4 separate regions of the Mus musculus genome follow, and regions 2, 3 and 4 are each linked to region 1. A link is a contact called in public HiChIP or PLAC-seq data. All regions are on one chromosome and are shown on one strand. The core of a region is the stretch at or near the end of the contact, and the rest is flanking DNA. Distances in the headings are between cores, read along the strand shown.

The links. HiChIP or PLAC-seq counts read pairs in DNA pulled down with a chosen protein or histone mark.
Region 2: an H3K4me3 HiChIP or PLAC-seq map of bone marrow-derived macrophages shows a contact between it and region 1, with 5 times the contacts expected there. The contact joins the promoter of Glrx2 here to the enhancer-like site in region 1. A contact is called at or near these places in 1 of 39 promoter capture datasets (liver) and 2 of 115 datasets of contacts at active chromatin or transcription factors (bone marrow-derived macrophages and large pre-B cells).
Region 3: a contact with region 1 is called in an H3K4me3 HiChIP or PLAC-seq map of the 230-238 cell line, with 9 times the contacts expected there. The contact joins the promoter of Cdc73 here to the enhancer-like site in region 1. A contact is called at or near these places in 1 of 39 promoter capture datasets (the C10 cell line) and 3 of 115 datasets of contacts at active chromatin or transcription factors (the 230-238 cell line and large pre-B cells).
Region 4: a RAD21 HiChIP or PLAC-seq map of pro-B cells shows a contact between it and region 1, with 4 times the contacts expected there. The contact joins the promoter of B3galt2 here to the enhancer-like site in region 1. A contact is called at or near these places in 7 of 39 promoter capture datasets (the C10 cell line, the HPC-7 cell line, cranial neural crest and 3 more), 1 of 15 datasets of contacts at CTCF or cohesin (pro-B cells), 3 of 484 Hi-C or Micro-C datasets (the C10 cell line, cerebral cortex and macrophages) and 3 of 115 datasets of contacts at active chromatin or transcription factors (astrocytes, bone marrow-derived dendritic cells and large pre-B cells).

Annotation. Positions count from the first base shown.
Region 1 is chr1:142,892,650-142,896,083 of GRCm38.p6, reverse strand. No RefSeq gene overlaps it. Among named protein-coding and RNA genes, the nearest start is that of Gm35244, 450 kb to the left of the region's middle. Within about 2 kb of position 1,698, at least 46 of the 459 cell types and tissues checked have an H3K27ac peak or open chromatin away from gene starts, as enhancers often do. A contact at or near this core is called in the 230-238 cell line, bone marrow-derived dendritic cells, bone marrow-derived macrophages and 1 more, where this site is marked.
Region 2 is chr1:143,737,912-143,741,345 of GRCm38.p6, reverse strand. Glrx2 (glutaredoxin 2 (thioltransferase)) reads right to left here and starts at 1,778. Exons shown (of 4, transcript NM_001038592.1): 1 at 1,588-1,778. The coding sequence starts at 1,685. It overlaps Gm46161 (a long non-coding RNA gene), which reads left to right and starts at 2,180. Exons shown (of 2, transcript XR_001779472.2): 1 at 2,180-2,346.
Region 3 is chr1:143,701,276-143,704,709 of GRCm38.p6, reverse strand. Cdc73 (cell division cycle 73, Paf1/RNA polymerase II complex component) reads left to right here and starts at 1,817. Exons shown (of 17, transcript NM_145991.2): 1 at 1,817-2,216. The coding sequence starts at 2,086.
Region 4 is chr1:143,638,982-143,642,415 of GRCm38.p6, reverse strand. B3galt2 (UDP-Gal:betaGlcNAc beta 1,3-galactosyltransferase, polypeptide 2) reads right to left here and starts at 1,719. Exons shown (of 2, transcript NM_020025.4): 1 at 1,074-1,719. All of the region lies in intron 10 of Cdc73 (cell division cycle 73, Paf1/RNA polymerase II complex component), which reads left to right.

The DNA of each region.
Region 1 (3,434 bases), core at 449-2,948:
ATGCATGTGACATTCTTAGAGCTGGAGTTGCAGAGTGTGTACCCTTAACTCCCTTGGGCTCACAGGAGCATATGCTGTATGTAATTCACACTTTTTTCTTTCCCTTCAGCTTCACAACAGTTTTCTACTCTTTATGTTCAGCTACGTCACTGAGAAAATAAAAATAATTTGAGGAAATGTTCCATATGTTTATACTAGCAACTCTGTTTAGTTGCTCCTCTCCTCCATAGCACCCAGCTTTACTTTCATTGCTGAGACAGAACTCAGGTTAGCACTCTTCGTGTACCTGGGGCTTAGGAACTCTCTCTTGCTCGGTGGTCTTACCCTGCATTGTTCTTCTATCTCTATGTCATCATTGCCCTTTTCTTTACTGTGAGCAACTAACATTTTCTTTGTCTTATGGGGTCTTAAGAAAATTGGATAGTCACTCTGGACTCTTTGAATGCTCAGTACTAAGTATATTGTTTTTGTGTTAACACTATTGTTGAGAAAAAAATGATAAAAAGATTTCAAGAAAAGGTTTATTTTTTTCCTAATAATGAACATATCTTCATAGAGGTAGAATCAATTTTGAGTAAAGAAGAATGGAATTATTTAAAGAGAAATATAAATGACATGCCCAGTGGTAAATTAATTCAAGGGATAAACCACTGTCAGATAGGTTATTATGGGAAGATATCTTAAGGGAGATGCCAATATTTTTTTAGCTTATTTCCCATTGCACAAATGAATGTACAAGTTGCCTGATACCTCGACTAAAATAACTGAACCAGTGCTTGGCTCTCAGTGAAGGTCAGAGTGGCCTAAAAATAAATGCAGAGGTGATGAGTCAAGTTAGAAATCTAAATCAGTTACATGAAATGTCCAAGTGTAGCTATTATGTGCAATACAAAATTATAACTCATAAATTTTCCTCTGAGCTGTTTGTTACCTAAGCATTATCTGTTATCATCATTTTATGATGAGCCCTAGGGTTGAGGCCTAGATAGCTTAGTTTATGTGGACAAAAAGTAGTGGAGCAGAATTTGAATATTAGTATTGCCTTCTTATGTGTCTCTCTCGTTGAAACATGGAATTGGGGTTGGTGTTTGAGATTCACAATTCATGTGGAAACATACAAAATAGTTAAAACTCAGATTTTTAAACAAAAGATATTATTGCTCATTCATGAGACTGTGAAGATGTAGGCACTTGTGGATTCAGTGACTGGTGAGGTCATAGTCTATGTTTTCAAACTGGAAATTTAGTGTTTTCTCCTTTGAAAGGTGAATTGTGTTTTCATCTGTTGGCAGGACAAAGAAGGTCTAGGGCTGTGTGAAGTCACTCTGGAAAGATACTGATGTTTTTCATAGAGAAACACCCTCAGGAGCTGAAAAATTTCTAAGGCCCCACTTCTAATCTTATTTCACTAATTAGTAAATTTAAACATGAATTTTGCAGAAACATTAATGGTCAGAAGATAATAGAGGTTGAGGGATGGATTACCCCAAAGCATACTCAAAGTAGATGGAAAAACAAAATCTTGAAAATATTCCTTAAAAAATTGAAAAGTGGAAGGAAAGTAGAGACTCATAAGAAAGACACTTGGGGGAAGGAGGACTGTTCAGAAACAAAATGAATGGCCAGCACTCTAAGCTTGCTCAGTCAATGAGATGATGCCTGAAATAGTTAGCAATGAGGTTGGGCTCTCTGTGGCAACAGAACCAGCCCAGTAGCAGGAAGAGAAACCACAGTTCAATGAATTTCCAAAAGCAGAAGTGAGGAGGCAAGAAATTCTCTGAAATTTTACCACAAAGGAGAGAGAGAGCAAATGTTAAAGGGGAAATAAAATATCAAGAGCCTGCTTATGTATTTTAAGAGTAAGAAATGAGCAAATGCTGGGGCCATGGGGACATCTAAGGTGGAGAGGTTAAAAGTATTAAAGAGAAAACATGAAGCATGAACAGAAGCTTGCATGTGTAAGCGGTGAGATGCTTTAGGAGAGTGGAGCAGTACCGTATTTCTTACAAATCCTGCTACTTTACACAAAACAACCTTAGTATCTGAGGGAAAAAATCTACTCAACAAACTATTCACAAGTTAATCTCTAACATCTGAAAACCTACCTCTTTAGAATAGAGACTTTTTGTCTCTAAGTCTGTTTATTTCAGCAGCAAGTTTATAAGTTTTCCAAGATTATATAGCATGAATTTGAGTTCCACAGTTTCTATCTCAGGCCCTGAAGTACCTGTAATATTTGATCAGACCTAGTCTTGGTTCTCTAGACTTGACTTGGAATGAGTCAATTTCACATTCACCTATTCATTCCTGCCCTTTCTGAAATGGAAAGGCTAGTTATCAAGACTTGACATGCTAGATCCAAAAAATGTATCCACACATAATTTTTCCTATTCTGTAAATGCAAAGGTAGATTGTGTTTTTCAATATACAATTCAAAATGTGAAACAGTATTTGCCAAGGAGGGGCAGAGATCAGCTGAAAGTGGAAGTAGGAATATGCAAGTTAGGTCCTGGCTACACATGTTTATGGGGAAGACTTTTATGGGAACTACACCACTGTTCCATTTGCATGTATAGAACCATGGTGGGAGAAAGGTATTAAGAGAGAAGAAAGTGCAGATATTGCAAACTGCCTATTACTGACGAAAAATTTTCTCTATGGCAAAATGTGACTTGCTGACTTATCTTTACATTCAAGGTATAATCTAACTGTCTTATCAAACTTTGTTAGCACAGTGCTCTTGTTGGGACTTTTGTCTTGAGTCTGCAGAGAAAAAGGAAGTGGAGAACAGAAGATCATCGCCTGAATTGGTAGAATCATGGCCATGTTCTTGGCATAGGATGGAAAAGGAAGAAAGATGGGAGTAAGAGGCAGGACTAAAAAGAATGTGGAAGGAGTTAGAAAATAGTAATGACTTTGAATAGCACTAGACATTGGGGTCCCAACTAACTGATAATCAGCGCTCCCAGTTTCCTGTACGTTTGGCGAATATTTGGAATTACTGGACTGGAAAGAGAAGTGAGGATGTATTTCCCATAAGAGAACTATTCTGAGTCCAGTTTGAGAAATTGTAGTATATTTGTGTGGGCTATGGTATGGTTTCTTCACTGTGTAGGGAGTAGCAGAGAACTTGAAAACACAAGCTTACCTTCCTGAGTTATCTTGTAGGCTTAGCTGACAGAACACAGGCCCTAGTAAGGCTGTGTAATATATACTTTCAATTGCAAAAATGGAGCTTGAATGTTAAGTTTGAAAACAACAGAGTCACTGGTAGAGAAGTTTGTTCTGTATGTTTGGAACTTAGTTGAAATATTCTGTTGAATTATGTAAACATTAGAAATTGACCTTTCTGCCTCTGACTGCTTTTAATCTTTGCTATGTACCCTGCAGCTGTGTTGTGATATGGATTCAGAAATTTTGGAAAAAGTCTTTCT
Region 2 (3,434 bases), core at 529-3,028, 850 kb before region 1:
ACTCACTCTGTAGACCAGGCTGGCCTCGAACTCAGAAATCCACCTGCCTCTGCCTCCCAAGTGCTGGGATTAAAGCCACCACACCCAGCTACTTATATTAAGTGCAAAAGTAAGCTATTTTAAGTTTAAATTTTAAAGGCCCCAGTGAAAACACGTCCTAAATCACAGTGTAGAGTTTCAGTCCTGTTTCTGAATGAATCTGTATCAAATGGCCTTTCCCAGCTCATGTTAGCCCTGGATGATGAATATCTGCTCTACTTGGTCACTCTGTACCACTTCAAATAAGCTTGCAACAAGCATCACCTTCCGTAACAACAAAGATGAGTTAGAGACAGGAATCATTGCAACTATCTGTGCTTTTTCCAGGTAGAGAGAGGGTAGGAGGGGGTAAGAAGCTTGGAAGACTGCTCCCTACTTTGTGGGAGGCAGCTTTGAGAAAAAAAAAAAAAAAAAATGCTAGCAGGGTTTGTGAAGTTCAAAGCAGTAGGAAAGTGCCAGATGGCTTTGGCCTGGAAGAACGCTGGATGGCATCAATCCAGTCTATTTGGGTTTTCAACGCTAAAAACAAAATCTCTAATCTAGCATTTACCACCTCCTTAAACCTATGTGGCATTTACGACGGGTGAGCTTTTCTAAGAAATTAAGAGGACCAGCCGGGTGTGGTGGCGCACGTCTTTAATCCCAGCACTCGGGAGGCAGAGGCAGGCGGATTTCTGAGTTCGAGGCCAGCCTGGTCTACAAAGTGAGCTCCAGGACAGCCAGGGCTATACAGAGAAACCCTGTCTCGAAAAACCAAAAAAAAAAAAAAAAAGACCAAAGAGGCATATTCCCTGCCAAAGAAAAAGCTCCAAAAAAAGCACCCCTACCTTTCTTAAGGCAGTCCCTTCGATTTCTGGTTTAGCTTTCCTATTAAGGAAAGGGGCAGGCACCGCATAAATGCCCAATGAAATACCTCAACACTGATAAAGCACCAACTAGTCGCGCTCCATTTATGAAACATCTACTAAGAGGTGGTAGGTGGGCAAAGCAGGATATACACCAGATATCTCCAATAGGAAACAGTCCTAATGATCTGGCAAATGGTTAACATCACGTGACCAGCGCTTTCAGAAAGTAAGTCTCCCTGGAAGACAGGGGAGTATAGGATGTTGAGACAGACGTCTTGACAGCTGCCTAGGCCAGGCCTGATTGGCCATCACTGGTATGCCAGCCCAGGGTTATGCTAAGGAAGGAAGCCAGGGAAAGCAATGCTCCCATCAAGCCAGAAACCACATCTACAGGATGCCAGAGTTACTAGCTGCAAAGCCTTGGGCATTTAAAAGCATGAGTCAAGTTCACATCCTGCGACAGGATAGCAAAGACTTACAATCAATCTAAGAACGATAATATAAGTTCAATATAAGTTCCCACAAGCAGGGGAGTCTCTTTTCAGGGCCATCCAGGTCTACGCTGAGTTAAAACCACATGCTGTATTTGTTAAGCTCAGACTAGGACGTCTGTTGTTTGTCCCCCAAGCCGGCTGGGTCCACACTAACACTACCGCAGGGATCCACAAGCCCCGCAGGCCCGGCCCGCCCCGCCGCGTACCCCGAGCCCGCAGCTCCAGCCGCGCCACGCCGCCCCGCCAAGATCCTCCCGCTCGCCACCAGCCGCCTCCCCACCGAAGCCGCGCGGCGCCAGGACATAGCCAAAGGTCCCCGGCAGCCTCCGGGAGAGCAGCAGGCGATCGCGACCACGACGATGGAAGCCCGCCCCTCCGGCGGCCTCGCTCCGCCCCATCGGGCTGTCCGCGCCGCCGCCGGGCTCGCCGCGCTTCCTGGCTCCCCCGTCTCCGCGCGCCCACGCGCCCGCGTGCCCGCGAGCCTGCAGGTTCGCATCCTCGGCGGTAGAGCGAGGCACTCACCTGCCTGCCGAGTTCTTCCGATCTCTACCGAGTTCTCCCGAGCTCCTCACGCCCGCATTCAGGATTAAGAAAGAGGCTTAGGGAGAGCCACAAGAAAAATTACTCGAGGCAGGGTGGTGGCCCGGTGTTTACCTGAGGGTGGTAGGTAGGTCAGTCACCACCTCTGGTCAGACAGGTTTAGGATGTGAAAGATGGACCGGACCGGAATGTCATCTTAAGATTAATTTATTGATCCGGAGTCCATAGGCAGGTTGAATTGTACTCAGAAAGTGAAAAACACAGGCGGTCCAATGTTTAACGTTCTTTCCGAAGAAAGCAAGGTGGTGTTTTTAAAATAAACTGAAATTAGGAAACGAATTAGCCCAGAGACAGTTCATCATGGCTTTAACAGCCATGGCTGCCGCAGCTCCTAATGACAAACCTATCCAAGCCTCTCAGTGACGGTAATAATAGCCCTTTGTACGTGTTTTCATAAGTTCAGGGGGATCCGCCCTTAGCTCTATACACTGAGGATACTGAAACTGAAAGCCAAGGTCTAATGGTGTATCTAAAACTATGAACAATCGTTGAAACTATCCATACCTTTTTTTTTTTTTTTTTTTTTTTAGTTTTTCGAGACAGGGTTTCTCTGTATAGTCCTGGCTGTCCTGGAACTCACTTTGTAGAGCAGGCTGGCCTCGAACTCAGAAATCCGCCTGCCTCTGCCTCCCCAGTGCTGGGATTAAAGGCGTGCGCCACCACGCCCGGCTTATCCATACCTTTCTTGAGCCTCCATGCTGAACCCAAACTTAAGATTCATGTTGCCAAGGTACAAAATTAGAACTTCTGTTTATGGTTGCTCTTTTTTTACTTCCCTTGGTCTGTATATCATCAAATCATAAAAGATTTTCATAATCATCAAGTTAATTGCAAAAACAAATCTCCCAGGGGCATAACATGTTTTTTTTTTCATAAAGCCCAAATTTACTTTGAAAATCAAAGTTTGCTATATAAAATAATTTTACCAAGAGATAGCGACTTAGGAAAGTTACTGTGGCTTTTGTTGTTTGTTTTGAAGTAGAACTTTTGAAGAACAATTTACCTCTGGCTCAATTAAGGGAAACAATGTAAACCCCTCCCTCTTTCTAGAGATACATTGTTTATCCCCATGCGTCTCAATTTTACAATCCTCCAGCACCATCTCTTAAATGCTGGGATACCATTCACTACCATGTCTTCTGCGCAATTTAATTTTAATATACTGTAAATGAGATTTGTAGTGAGCAGTTGCTCTTTTAAAAAACATCAGCATGCAAGTACTAACAACATTATGCCTGAGATAAGCATCATGCATTGAGCTAGACTGATACTTTCCGACTTAGCTTGTTTCCTGAGATAGCTATAAGAAGAATACTTTTTGTCCACACTTGGGATTGTAAGTAAGCAAGAGGGCGCAGGCAGTAAAAATCACCAACTTAACCACTCCATGGCTAGAAGGAAAATTTTGGGGGAATCAAACTGTCAAGGCTGTGTGTGTGTGTGTGTGTGTGTG
Region 3 (3,434 bases), core at 568-3,067, 810 kb before region 1:
GGGGTTTCTCTGTGTAGCCCTGGGTGTCCTGGAACTCACTGTGTAGACCAGGCTGGTCTTGAACTCAGAAATCCGCCTGCCTCTGCCTCCCAAGTTCTGGGATTAAAGGCATGCGCCACCACTGCCCAGCAATAAAACTATTTTGAATATAATTTTTAGTTACTTTCCCGAATCTTTAGTTCTACAACTACTATTATCTTTTATTAGATTTTGACCTTCTTGACTTAACATGAGAGGGACAATTTAAGGGAATTTATATAACAAAAACAAAGTAGAACTTCCGTGCTTTAACTGCTATACACTATAAATTACTAACCATGTATCTTACAACGTTGAGTTTAAGGATCATTAACCTTAAAAACATAAATTAATCAAAAAGAGAAATTGGTTGGAAATGATTTGTATATGAATTAAAATTCATAAAAACTATTGTTGACTCTCTTAACTCCATGAAACCTACCTATGCATTTATTACCCAGACTTTACTTGGAGCCTTTATCTTTTCACTTACTACAACATCGTTCTAGGAGCTGTCACTGTACCAAGTATAGTACATATGACCAATATATACTACATGTCATACAGTCGGTTCATCTCATGTCATACAGTCGGTTCATCTCCTAGGAGGTAGAGAAGCAAACAAAGGGGACAAGGAAATACTGGATGCTGTGATATAGGCATAAGTTCAGAGATGTGAAAGGGACAGACAAGCACAGTCAGTTCTTTATAACCTGCATTTGCAGTGAGGTTCTGAGACACATTGACGGGAGAAAGACATTTGTGGAGCAGACATTTTTTTAACCTCATACTTCTTTCTATACCCAAATTACACTTTGTCACACATAACAAAAGTCCCCCCCCCCAAAAAAAAACAGACCAAAGTATTTGTTTTTATAAGTAACAAAGTGTGCCTCCTTCTCACAAAGAGTGAAAAAGAAATATTAGGCTTGAAGTATATGTTTAAAGTACACAGGCCATGAATAGTATGCAGAATTGATTTCTAGGTTCCCATAATCATAAAGGCACCGGTAAGCCTTTTGAGTACCACTTAAAAGTCTGTTCGTCTGAAAAAGTGTTCTAATTCACAGCTTGAGGTTTCTGAAGGAGTATTTCTTCCATTCATAACCTGAAATCACTTGAGGCTTTTTTTGTGATTACCCGGGAGAAGCTGAGGGGATGGAAAAAGTTGTTTCCAAGGAAAGGAGGGGGACGAGTCAACAATGAATGGTCCTTCGTCGACGCGTTGGGATGCTTTCAGCTTTTTCTCTGATTAATTTTATTCTGTCTACCAATCAAACGATGTTAGGAGACCAGAGACTAACAAACGGGGCAAGAATTGTCCTCCACCTAACTCTTCTTTTCCTCTTTGCAAATACACCCCTTATTAAAATCCAGCCTAAACTTGAAAACGTCCACATTTCAAAGCTCCAGCTTTCCCTAGGAGCTGTTCCTGACCATGGGGACCTATGTCGCAGAGTGCGGTGGGGCTCCGATGCAGACAGAAAGGTAGTCCTGGGGTTCAAGGGAGGGAAGCGGAGCCTGGCGCAGGGAAAGTTTAAATCACCCGGCGGCGGCGCGCGCTCTGGGATTGAAAAGCGCGGAAGCGCCCAGCAGGTGCGCGCGCACCTGTCGCTCGCCCCGTGCGAGCCTTGAGACCGCACCGGGGCCCGGTTCCGCTAGGGCGCCGCACACGCGGAGCGCCGAGGCCCGCTCCCCGTTTCCCGAAGTCGGCGGCGCGCCCCGCGGGCGTCTGGGTGGCGCGTGTGCTCGGGCGGCCACGGCGCCCCCTGGCGGCGGCCCGCGGCCCCGGCGGAGCGTGGGTCAGTCAGGCGTTCTCCGCGGGCAGCCCGCGGCGGGGCCTTGCCTTATATAGCGCGGGGTCCTCGGCGGCCTGGGTGGCTTCTGCCCGTGCTGCTGTCGTAGACGCGGCCGGCTGTTGAGTGTGGCGGCTGTTGGTTCGCGGCGGCGGCGGCGGCGGCGGGGGGAAGAGGGCGAGGCGACGGGGGAAGGAGGCGGCAGGCGCGGCGGCGACGGCGGGGCCCGGGGCCCGCGGCGGCGGCGGCGGCAGCAGCGAGGGGGGCGAAGATGGCGGACGTGCTCAGCGTCCTGCGACAGTACAACATCCAGAAGAAGGAGATCGTGGTCAAGGGGGATGAAGTGATCTTCGGGGAGTTCTCCTGGCCCAAGAATGTGAAGACCAACTATGTAGTTTGGGGGTGAGTGCGGCGTGGCTGTGGCCTAGTGGTGGCGGGGCAGCATCGGGCGCCCCCGGGCGACCTCTTTCCCTAAAGCCCTCCTCCCTGTCCTCCTCGGAGTCCCTCAGGGATGAGAGGGGGGAGAAAAAAAAATGGGTGCTCTGGGGAAAAAGTTATTCTCTGGAGAAGAAGTTGTACTTTTAGGGCGAGGAGGGAAGAAGTGGAGCGGATTCTAGAGCGGTCAAGTCTTCTCTGTGTTGGAGAAGCCGAAGGGAAAGGTACCATGGGAGTTTCCGACTTGCCAGTTGGCGTGGAGTGTGTACAGGTTGTCCGCGCCGTGTGGGGCTGGTGCACGGCTACCTGGACGGAGGTGTAGAAGGACAGCGATCGATCGCAGCATCTGCCGGCCACCGAGTCGCTTTTTGTTCTTAGGTTTTTTTTTTTTTTGTAATCTCCCAGAGCCTGCCATGTGTTGCAACTGTCTTCTTTGGCTCCTCGAGCGCCTCGGCAATTTTCTTTTTTTTCTTTTTTCATAATAGGGGTAGGTTGATGTTATTCCTCAAGAGGGGTTGGGGGAGAAAAAAAAAAAGGAATAGACAGCTATCACTTAGAGTTAAGGGACGATTAGGAGAGTTTGGAAGTTTGCTGAAACAGTATTGGAGCTGAAAGCAGGACTTTGTTGGGGAGAAAGTTACCGGGGAAATGCAGTGAGACCGGGGGAAAAGCAGTGAGCTTTACATACGGGTCTGAGAAATTGATCCTGTGTGCTCTTCAGGAAGAGCCTTCAAAGGAAAAACAAAACAAAACCATTTGTGATTATTGTTCCATGGATGCCGTGGATGTAAGTCGTTCAGGAAATCACAGAGGGTCAAGTTGAAGAATCCTTTGAGTCCTCTGTAATGATGTTACTACTATTGATGCTTCTCTTTGATTACTAGAATGAGTCAGAATTTTGGTACCCATTTTGTTTGAATAACTTTGAACGATCAATTTAACACGAGAAAATCAATTTAAGATTTCTTTGGACTTACTGATTTCCTTTTTGAAATGTTGATTAAGTGATATTTTGAGTTTCCCATGTTTTACTCTTTCAAATAAATAACACAATTATTTTATTGGGTTTTGTTTGTTTGTTTGTTTGTTTTTTGAGACAGGGTTTCTCTGTGTAGCCCTGGCTGTCCTGGAACTCACTCTGTAGACCAGACTGGCTTCAAACTCAGAAATTCATCTGCCTCTACC
Region 4 (3,434 bases), core at 470-2,969, 750 kb before region 1:
TGGATATTATTTGACCTTGTATTTGACCATTATTAATATGTGCTGTATATTAAGCTATTTTATGTTAGTTTTTTTTTTTCCATTTTTTATTAGGTATTTAACTCATTTACATTTCCAATGCTATACCAAAAGTCCCCCATATCCACCCACCCCCACTCCCCTGCCCACCCACTCCCCCTTTTTGGCCCTGGTATTCCCCTGTACTGGGGCATATAAAGTTTGCAAGTATGTTAGTTTTTTAATTTCACTTTTATAATTAACTCCAGGAACAGTCTTACACTTGATTATTTAGAATCACTCTGTTACTTAAAAACTCCCTGTTTCACCAATCTATTTAGAGCAACTATTGATCTCTCTTTGTTAAAGTTGTATTCATTGATACTGTAATAACATGTGACTGACTACTGTGGTGGTGTTATGCTTTGCATAAACTCACTAGCGTTTTAATCTGATGGCTAATGTTGTAACTTGTAGTATCTCCTTGTAGCTCAGTAACACTTAAAATTTGCTGATGTACTCCTGAATTGTTTCTATCTCTCTCTGAAGAGATAGATATTACAGAGAATATATTACTATGAACTAAGATTTTGTTTTGAAGAGATTTTCTAAAAATACCTCAAGATAATAAGATCATATTTATGCTATTTAATATAATTTTACCCCACTGTCTCTTGATAACCATTTTAAAGAAGGTGCTTTAATTTATTAGATAAGGAATCAATTTGACCTAATTTGCTAGAGAATTGCTGTTTTTTTAAAAAAAAGGCTAGAGAGCTCTTTTTTTTTTTCTTTTTAGTTTAATTTCTCAGACATTCTTTTCAGTAAATCTAGTTACTATTTGGTTTTCCTTGTAATGTTACAATCCTGCAGAATTACTCCCAGTTATTTAATTGAATAAAGCAACGACAGCTTGTCTAGTAGAAAAGGCAAATTTAAAATCGTGTATTTAGAAAGCCTTTCATAGTTTGAAGGGCAGTGGACTGTATGAACTTGTTTATCAAGTGTATCAGTGCCTGTATGGTTAGGAAATTAAAACACATTTAATGAACATCATACACAAGACAGCAACATACCTTTCTTTCTTGGTCAGACCATTAGATGGAGAGGATTATGTCTACTGAAAATACTTTTGGCACGCCATCACTTCAGCAAAAAACGATGCTATCGAACATGCGCACATCCCCCAACAGTCTGCCTCCTGTGATTGCTTTTCACAGTATCCAAAGTGTCCATCTGTCGGGGTGTCTTCAAGTTACCCTTCTTGTTCATATGTCTATATCTTATAGTCTTCAGAGATTTTTCCTTTCTTTCATTTTCTCTCTTTCACTAAACAAAAGAGCTGTAGCTGTCTGTTGTATTTGGTGCACAGTTGACTCTTTCCGACAGTTGATGCATTGAAGCTCTTTACATCTGCTGTATTCCCGGCTGGACAATGCAGTGCTGTATTCTCTTCTCAGTATCCATATTTCTAGTAATAGCGCTGAGCTGCAATGTTAAGCAGCAGAGCTGTGGTTTAGTGTTTCAGTTGCATTGGGGGAAAAAAAAAGGCTTTGCCTTTCTCCGTCGTGGTTGCCTGGCAGCTGCAGGAAGGATTTTTGAGCTGTTTTCCTGGGGTTTTGGTCTGTAATGTGAAATGCACCGTTCTTCCGTGCTGCACAGGCAGGCAGCAGTTTAAATGTGGGCTTGACAGATGCTGTCTCTGACAGAGCAGAATTTAACGTCACTGCTTGGCTGAGTCCCACGTGATTGTTTGCGTTCATTTTGACTAAAAACCCGAGGTAGGAGAAAGCTTAGAAATCTTCCTCTTATGTGACACATCATATTTATTCAGAACAAATACAAGCATTAGGATGAAATGGAGGTTATGGTTTTTTAATCTTTATTTGAACTTATGCACAGGCTTTCTAAATATTTCTGTGTTGGACGGTGGCTTTCATGTGTCTTAGAGACTTTTTTAGAGCAGAAGTAATAAAAGCTTTTACATGTAAGTTGGTGTAGTTTAACTCTTTCAGTGCATTCCTGCTCTTACAGTTTTTGTCTGATTGTTCTGATTTGCTAGTCTAGTTAAAACTCCTTCATTATCTATTGTCTATAACTTAGATTTCCTCCCCTGTTTTCTCCAGCTTATCTAAGTCAGCTGCCTGCACTTACTTCATGTTGCGATACTGCCTACTTTTTTGCTCTGTGCAGTTTTTAGTGTTCTTGAAAGTAGTAAATTTAATTTTAAATCACTTTCTTGTTATCAATATTAATTTTTTTTCATGTAAAATAATGTGTATCACAGAATTAAAAATGATATAGTACATAGAACACACATGAATAGATTTTCTTGAAGATTGGTGAGTAGTTCTGCAGGATTGGTTGCATTTTGACTAAAAACCTTAGGTAGAGACAACCTTGGAACTTTGCTTCTTATATAGAAAATAGTATGCTTATATAGATTGCAGATGTGTGTTTAAATAAGTATAGTGATGCGCTAGAGTCTGTTGCTTCTAATAATGTTTAATACTTTAGAAAATGGTTTAGTAAAATGCCATCAAACAGTTTTTTTTTTTTTCCCTTACATATTAGAGACTCTGAAATCCTTCTCTGGTATACTTAACTAAGTGCCTGGACATTTGGGCACCCCCCCCAACCCCCCCCAGGAGAGCACTCGGCAGGCATGTTTGTTACTTGTTTTTATGGCTATAACTAACAATTCCCCTCTGATATTCTAAAGACAGTAACTATATAGTTTTAGAGCTTATGCTATATATTTTAGGGATACGGACTTTATCCATTTTCACAGACCATGATATATTATTTCAGGTGAATAAAAATTACATTTCCTCTAATAGTATTCAATTACTCATCTTCATGTGTTAATTCCAGTGTGCTTTCTTGGTTTAGGTATACCCTATAACTGTCCTAGTTTGTGTCTTACTCCCCCTAGAAATGATAAGATGGTAAAAAAGAAGGAAAAAGAAAAGTATAAGGAGAAACTTAAAGCTTAGAACTTTGGCTTTCCTAAGTTAGAAGAGGAATAAAACCCGTGTTTCTTAGTATTTGGCTCTTAAAGCTATATACTATATTCTTCACTGTCTTTTTTTCTTGTCTTCATAGACAAATTATTGATTCTGCTTAAATTATTCCTCCAAAGTAGAAGTGGCCTTTTTAATATCAGTGATTCCTAATATTAGGGCTTAACTGAGGTTAGAGGTCTGTACAATTATTGTCTATTCCAAATTAGATTGAGCTATAAGTACCTGAGCTGGTTGTAAATGATATTCGCTTATGATAGCTTAATTTTCTAATATCTACTTTACAGATGAGATACTGGTACCCAGAGTTCTGTAACCTAAATACCAGCTAATTACTGATAGGAAAGATGGTTAGTTTAAAATTTTGAAACAGGATTATTTAAATTTTTAAAATCTGAATTCCTGTAATCCACT